2 separate regions of the Athene noctua genome follow, and region 1 is linked to region 2. A link is a contact called in public Hi-C data. All regions are on one chromosome and are shown on one strand. The core of a region is the stretch at or near the end of the contact, and the rest is flanking DNA. Distances in the headings are between cores, read along the strand shown. Region 1 holds the start of UCKL1 (uridine-cytidine kinase 1 like 1). Region 2 holds the start of TCEA2 (transcription elongation factor A2).

Region 1 (3,536 bases), core at 391-2,890, 150 kb before region 2:
ATGGAGGAACTTGCCCAAGAGATGGAGAAACCTGCTCAAGGGATGGAGAAACCTGCTCAAGGGATGGAGAAACCTGCTCAAGGGATGGAGGAACCTGCTCAAGGGACGGAAGAATCTGCTCAGGGGATGGAGGAACCTACCCAAGGGATGGAGGAACCTGCTCAAGGGACGGAAGAATCTGCTCAAGGGATGGAAGAACCTACCCAAGGGATGGAGGCATCCATCCAAGGGACAGAGGGACTTGCCCAAGGGATGGAGGGACATCCATGGGATTGGAGAGACCCTCCTGCCACCCCACTGCCAGCAGCTCCAGAAGTGCCGGGCAGCTGCCCGTCAGCCCCGCCGCGCCGTGCCCGCGCCGTGTCCCTCCTGCAAACCCACCCAACGTCCCACCCGCCTCTCCCCGGCCCGTCGCCACGTTCCGCCGCCATCCTGGCCCGGGCAGAGCCACCCCGGAGCAGCTCAGCCCACACACGCTCTCTCCCAGCTCTATTAAGGCCTCCGATTCCTAACGACAAAAGGACAAACATTTCCCTCTTCAAACCCAATTATCTCGCTGCTATTTATACCCAAGGAGGGCCGCGGGAACCGGTCACCCCCGCCCCAGCGCCTCGCTCCGCGCTGGAAGGGGCTCGGTTATACAACCCGGTTACTCATTCCTCGGGGCGGCTCCTTCCTCCCCTCCTCATCCTCAGCCTCCCTGCGACCCGCCACTGACTCACAGGAAGGGCAAAGGCGACGCCGTCGCAGGCAGCTGCCAGATTCGTTATTTAAGGCGCTGAAAAATCCCCGGGGTTGGTTCGGCGCAAGCTGCAGGGCTGGTATCCTCGAAGCCAGGATGTTCACATCCCTAAAACCAGGTTTATCCCCGCTCTGGTGACATTCCAAAGCTGGTTATTTGGCGTTTGGGAGCGGTGTCGCTCCTCCACGCTTGAGGATTGTGTTGAAAATGGGAGCGGGGAGGGGGGAAAAAAAATAACCTGAATCCGTCACGGTTGGGGGTTTTGGTTTTGTGGTTTTTTTTTTTTTTCGGTAGCAAACTCAGTTTTTCCCGCTCCGCCAGCACCTTGTGCTCGTTGGAGCGGAGGCATGCGGCAGCTCGTTTGCAAATTAAATGAGATTAAGGTAATTAAAAATTTTTTTTAAAAAATTAAAAAACAAAAAGGGGGGTGGTTAGGAAAAACCGAGCGATGGAAACGAGCCCGGTTTGGAAATGATTTTTTTTTTGGGGGGGGGGGGCTATTTGCAGCGGGAAGCATCCGTAGTGGTGTTTGCTGGGATGGGGAGAGGCAAAGGGGTTGTTTGTTGGGTTTTTTTCTGGTTTTTTTTTTTTTTCGAGAGGGAGGGAGGTGAGAGGGAAAGGAGCGATGGGATCGGGGAGGCCCCACTCGCGGAAGTGGGACGGGACCGGGATCGCAACGCCCCGGAGCCGCCGGTTCCCGGCGGCTCCGGGGCGTTGCGATCCCGGTCCCGTCGCGGGTGGGGTTGTAACGGGGAGTGGGGGGGGGGGGGGAGAGGATGCCGGGTGCGGGGGGGGGGGTTCTTACCTGTCGTGCGGCTCCACCGGAGCCCCCTCGGCCACCGGGGCCGCGGCCATGGTGCTGCCGGGGAGAGGCGGGAGCGGGCGGGGAAGCGGCGGGGACCGGGGCGGTGCAGCCGCGGGGCTCCCCGGGACTTGTAGTGCGGGACCGGGGAACGGAGAGAGGCGGCGGGGGGGGGGGGAGTGAGGGTGCAGGTGGGTGCTGTGGGTGCAGGGGGGTGCTTTAGGGGGGCAGATGGGTGCTGTGGGTGCTTTAGCGGGGCAGGTGGGTGCTTTAGGGGGGCAGATGGGTGCTGTGGGTGCTTTAGGGGGGCAGGTGGGTGCTTTAGGGGGGCAGATGGGTGCTGTGGGTGCTTTAGGGGGCAGGTGGGTGCTTTAGGGGGGCAGATGGGTGCTGTGGGTGCAGGTGGGTGCTTTAGGGGGGCAGATGGATGCTGTGGGTGCTTTAGGGGGCAGGTGGGTGCTTTAGCGGGGCAGATGGGTGCTTTAGGGGGGCAGATGGGTGCTGTGGGTGCAGGTGGGTGCTTTAGGGGGGCAGATGGATGCTGTGGGTGCTTTAGGGGGCAGGTGGGTGCTTTAGCGGGGCAGATGGGTGCTTTAGGGGGGCAGATGGGTGCTGTGGGTGCTTTAGGGGGCAGGTGGGTGCTTTAGCGGGGCAGATGGGTGCTTTAGGGGGGCAGATGGGTGCTGTGGGGTGCAGGGGGGTGCTTTAGGGGGGCAGATGGGTGCTGTGGGTGCTTTAGGGGGGCAGGTGGGTGCTTTAGGGGGGCAGATGGGTGCTGTGGGTGCTTTAGGGGGCAGGTGGGTGCTTTAGGGGGGCAGATGGGTGCTGTGGGTGCTTTAGGGGGGCAGATGGGTGCTGTGGGTGCAGGTGGGTGCTTTAGGGGGGCAGATGGATGCTGTGGGTGCTTTAGGGGGCAGGTGGGTGCTTTAGCGGGGCAGATGGGTGCTTTAGGGGGGCAGATGGGTGCTGTGGGTGCAGGTGGGTGCTTTAGGGGGGCAGATGGATGCTGTGGGTGCTTTAGGGGGCAGGTGGGTGCTTTAGCGGGGCAGATGGGTGCTTTAGGGGGGCAGATGGGTGCTGTGGGTGCTTTAGGGGGGCAGGTGGGTGCTTTAGCGGGGCAGATGGGTGCTTTAGGGGGGCAGATGGGTGCTGTGGGTGCTTTAGGGGGCAGGTGGGTGCTTTAGGGGGGGCAGATGGGTGCTGTGGGGTGCAGGGGGGTGCTTTAGGGGGGCAGATGGGTGCTGTGGGTGCTTTAGGGGGGCAGGTGGGTGCTTTAGGGGGGCAGATGGGTGCTGTGGGTGCTTTAGGGGGCAGGTGGGTGCTTTAGGGGGGCAGATGGGTGCTGTGGGTGCTTTAGGGGGGCAGGTGGGTGCTTTAGGGGGGCAGATGGGTGCTGTGGGTGCTTTAGGGGGCAGGTGGGTGCTTTAGGGGGGCAGATGGGTGCTGTGGGGTGCAGGTGGGTGCTTTAGGGGGGCAGATGGGTGCTGTGGGTGCTTTAGGGGGCAGGTGGGTGCTTTAGGGGGCAGGTGGGTGCTTTAGGGGGGCAGATGGGTGCTGTGGGTGCTTTAGGGGGCAGGTGGGTGCTTTAGGGGGGCAGATGGGTGCTGTGGGGTGCAGGTGGGTGCTTTAGGGGGGCAGATGGGTGCTGTGGGTGCTTTAGGGGGCAGGTGGGTGCTTTAGGGGGGCAGATGGGTGCTTTAGGGGGGCCGGTGGGTGCTGTGGGGTGTGGGTGGGTGCTGTGGGTGCTGTGGGGCAGCCGCGCAGGAGCACCCAGCGCCCACACAGCACCCCGCAGCCCAGCAGAGCTGGGGGGCAGCGGGGGGATCTGGGTGGCCCCGCGCCCTGAACAGGTCACTGGGTGCTGGGGAGCAAAGGGCCGGGTCCCCCCCAGCCCCGCGGGGGCCTCGGGCACAGGACGGGACCTGCTCGGCCTCACGCTCCCTTCTCCCACCCGGGACCCCCGGGGCTGCGCTTTGTGGTGCCACTTTTTGG
Region 2 (3,795 bases), core at 1,176-3,675:
CTGTTTTTAGCACATTCAAGTAGCTGCTTTCACAAGAGGTAAAAGAAAGTTCACGGATCCGTTGACAGATCAGCCCAAGCAGGAATTTCTCTGGGAATTCCTGCAATAGCAGGTTGGCTCCCGCGGAGGTGGAGTTTCCTCTGGATCTACCTCCACCCAGGCTTGGGGAGCGCTCCGGCCACCAGCTCCACGCTCGGGGGGCTGGGCTGAGCGACGCCACCACCACGGCTGCTTCCCGGCCAAGGTCAGCCAGAAACCCTCCCCACTCTGCAAACGCCTGTCCTGTTAACCCTTGGGAAGAGCAGAGCCACAGGCTGGCAGGGTTAGGCTGAAGATCTGGCCCGTGCCTGCAGGCGTGCAGGGACAGGGGGCATTTTCTTCTCCTGCCCAGCCGGCTGCAGCCGGGGCTGCAGGCGTGAGGATTTCATGCCATTCTGTTCCTCGGGGACCCGCTGCCAACCAGGCAGTCAGGCCTGGGCGAGGACGGTCCGCCGCGGCGGGAGGCCGGCGTTGGTGGGGTGACGGGTTTCTCGCTTGGAGGCAGGGAGCGACGGGGTGACGGCGCTCGGCATCGGTGACTGTGTGCTCTGGAATCTGAGACACGTCCCCGGCCATACTTGTGGTCAGGAACCATCTTTGCGCTGCAGCGATACAAACCACATTCACAGTGGCAGCAGTGCTGCTCGAGCGCGTCTCTGACGCCAAGGACTGGCGTGACCCGACCCCACACACGAGACAGGCAGCTGCCCGCTTCCAAGGGCCTCCAGAAGGTCCCCTTGTTCGGACTTCTTTCCTCCTCCCTCACAGAGGTGGGCCTCTCCAAAATGGCACCCCCTCGCTTCACAGCCAGACCCTGCCAAGGGATGGAGGCTTTCCAGATGCTGCAGACGCTCCAGACGGCTGGTTGGAGGGAACTCGCATTCACAAACATGGGGCCAAGCCAAAAAGTTTCAAGGTAGCGCCAAGTGTCATGCCAAGGAGAAGAGGGTCTGGAGCTCGGGTCTGGTCTGAGGGCACCTCTGGTTTGGGGGATGAATCGAAACGTGTCTTGCATATCTGGGGAGTGGCTCTTGCTCGAGGGAATCCCAAAGGTCTGTCCAACTCCATGAGAGCTACCATAAAGATTAGCAAGCTGGCAGCTTTAGGTACCTAATGGGCATCTTGGGGATCAGCCACCCCAGAGAGGTTTAAGATCTGCTCAATCCTCCCCACCTTTGTGTGCTGGTAAAGTTACCTCTGCCCTCAGTGACTCAGTTGCCAGAGGACAGAGCGAGGCTGGAGGGGAGCTCAGGGAGCCCTGGTTCCCAACGCCTCATTGTGCAGCCTGAGGCCACACGTAGCACATCTCCATGCTTTCGCTTGATCGGCAGCCCCGCCGAGGCAGGACACGGCCGCTCTTTACCAGCACAGTCAGGGCCTTCTCTGAAACATCCGTGCTTGGCAAGGGCTGTGAAGCCGGCTGTTGCAGGAGGAGGCTTCGACGTTGTCCCCCTGCCAGGAACCAGCTGGAGAGAGCAACAATATTCAGCATCGAGCGAGTCCCATCGTGCAGCTCCCGGGGGAACGTGCTGCCCTCACGCAGTCTACGAGTGCCACCTACAGGGGGGCTACGTGCCCTGGCCTGGGCACCCCCAAGCCATCCGTTCCCTCTCCACCCTTCTGTTAATTAGTCCCAAGTTCCTAAGGTCACGCTGGACTGGCTGCACAGCCCCACGTCTCCGTTTAGCCAGGCAGCGGGGCTAACCGCAGCACTGAGAGTAACCCACAGCAGGACTGCTGCCATAGGTGATATTCTTGTGGTGCTCAGTCACTGCTGGAGCTGCTTCCCTGGCCCCGAACACCACAGGATTGCTGATTCGAGTCGTCTTCAAGGCAGCGCTGCGGCTCCATCGGGATCAGCTCACCTGCGGCTGGTGCAGGAGTGAAGCGAGGCCCACCTGTGGTGGGGCTGGGCAAGTTACAAAGAGCAGGGCTCCCTGCTCCCACCCTGCCTGGGGTGTGTGTGGGTGCAGCGGTGCTCAGGCCTCTGTGGTGGTGGGGCCGCCTGAGGCCCAGCTCAGTGAGCCCTCGGCTGGGGGCGCTCCCCGAGGGATGGGGCAGCATCCACCTGGGGGGTGCCAGGCTGAGGGAGACGTGACCTGGCTCAGTCACAGATGCCCCGCGGCAACAACTTGGGACACGTGTGTCCCTGCTGTCTCAAGGAGCCCTGAAACGGCACCGCGAGGGGAGACCACGGCGCTCCCCTTCCGCGCTCCCGCAGGGCGGCGGCCGGCGGGCCGTGAGGGGACGGACTACAGCCCCCACAATGCCCCGCGGCAAGGGCCGGGCGGGCGCGGGGCACGCTGGGAGTTGTAGTCCCGCCGCGCGGCAGGAAGAGGCGGGCGGCCCCTCTGGAGGACTACAACTCCCATCGTGCCGCGCGCGCCGCCCGCCCTGACTGCGGTACCGGGGGCTGTGGTGGGCACCGGGCAGCCGCCGCCAACCCCCCCCTCCCTCCCGCCTCCTTCCCCCGCCTCGTCCGGCCCCCGGGACCGGCCGCCGCGGGGAGCGGCGCGATGGGCGGGGAGGAGGAGATCGTGCGTATCGCCAGGCGGTTGGACAAGATGGTGGCCAAGAAGAGCGCGGTGAGTGGCGGCGGCCGGGCCCCCGCAGCCCGGTTGGGGTCAGGGGGCCTCCCCCTTTACCCGGTTTCTGGTCCAGCGGCCGGGGCCGCCTCCTCCGCGGGGCTCCTGTTCTCGCTGCCGCGCTGTAGGGCCCCCCCCTACTTCTCCCTCAGTGCCCGTTATGAGGGGGACCCCCCCTTTCCTCATCCCCCATTTTGGGGGCCTCGCTCTCTGTGCGGCCCCCGTCGCTGTGGTGGAGCAGAAGCCTCCCCCCAGGCAAGGTGGGGTTCTCTCCCCGGGACCGGCTTGCAGTGGGGTGGGCTCCCTCCCCGTGGGCTCCGGTGTAGGATCCACCCCTTTCCATCGCGCTGTCTGTTACTGGGGGGCGGTGGCTCCATGTTTTCCCCCCCCCTTGCTGCTGTGACAACCCATCCTTCCCACGCTGTGCCCCCCACCCGGGCCTCATGCACCCCCTGCCCCACAGCTCAGCACCCTGGGGTTCACCCTGTGCTGCCTGCTGGGGTGTTTCCCCCCAGGGCAGCATCCTCAGCCCTCCGCCCCCCTCCATCCCATTGGGGCCCTTGGCAAGGGGGATCCTTGTGCACTGCCCCCCAGCACTGGCCTGGGGCTCTGTTGTGCCCTCAGGAAAACCCCCAGTGCTTCTGTATTTGCCTCCTGCATCCCCATCCCATGCTAGCACCACTTCTGCTCACTCTCATGTGGCCTTTGGAGCGTGGAGGGCTGGCCTTGCCGCTCTCTGCACGCTGTGGGTCTCGCAGGGTGTGTTGTAGCTGTTGTCGCTGTCTGGGGGGGACAGAGCAAGTATTTCCCTGCCCAATGGGCTCTGTGTGTTGCTGCTCCTACGAGGACAAAGTGTTATGCAAGTGCTAAGGCAGCAAGATGGGTGCTGAGGGTTTGTGAAGGAGGTAGGCTGTCGATCTATGTTTGGGATGGGGGAGAGGGCTTTTTGGGCCAGGGAGGGCTGTGGGGAAGGGGAAGGGGTGGGCGAGGAGGGGAAGGGCTTTGGGGAATGTGTATTTGGGTGATGGGGTGCGGTTGTCATGTGAACTTCTGGAGGCTGGACTGGCTCTGCCAGCCGTGGATAGGGGTGAGTGCTGGCACTCATGTAGCTGTTGTAACAACCCAGGGAAGCGCGTTTGGGCTAAACTGCAGCCTGTGATGTCTGTTCCCG

Evidence for each region. A called contact is a pair of places that touch in the nucleus more often than the background predicts.
Region 1: a Hi-C map of heart shows a contact between it and region 2, with 4 times the contacts expected there. The contact joins the promoter of UCKL1 here to the promoter of TCEA2 in region 2. A contact is called at or near these places in 2 of 2 Hi-C or Micro-C datasets (heart and liver).

Annotation. Positions count from the first base shown.
Region 1 is chr16:15,661,217-15,664,752 of bAthNoc1.hap1.1, reverse strand. UCKL1 (uridine-cytidine kinase 1 like 1) reads right to left here and starts at 1,640. Exons shown (of 15, transcript XM_074920515.1): 1 at 1,548-1,640. The coding sequence starts at 1,597.
Region 2 is chr16:15,511,873-15,515,667 of bAthNoc1.hap1.1, reverse strand. TCEA2 (transcription elongation factor A2) reads left to right here and starts at 2,425. Exons shown (of 12, transcript XM_074919957.1): 1 at 2,425-2,624.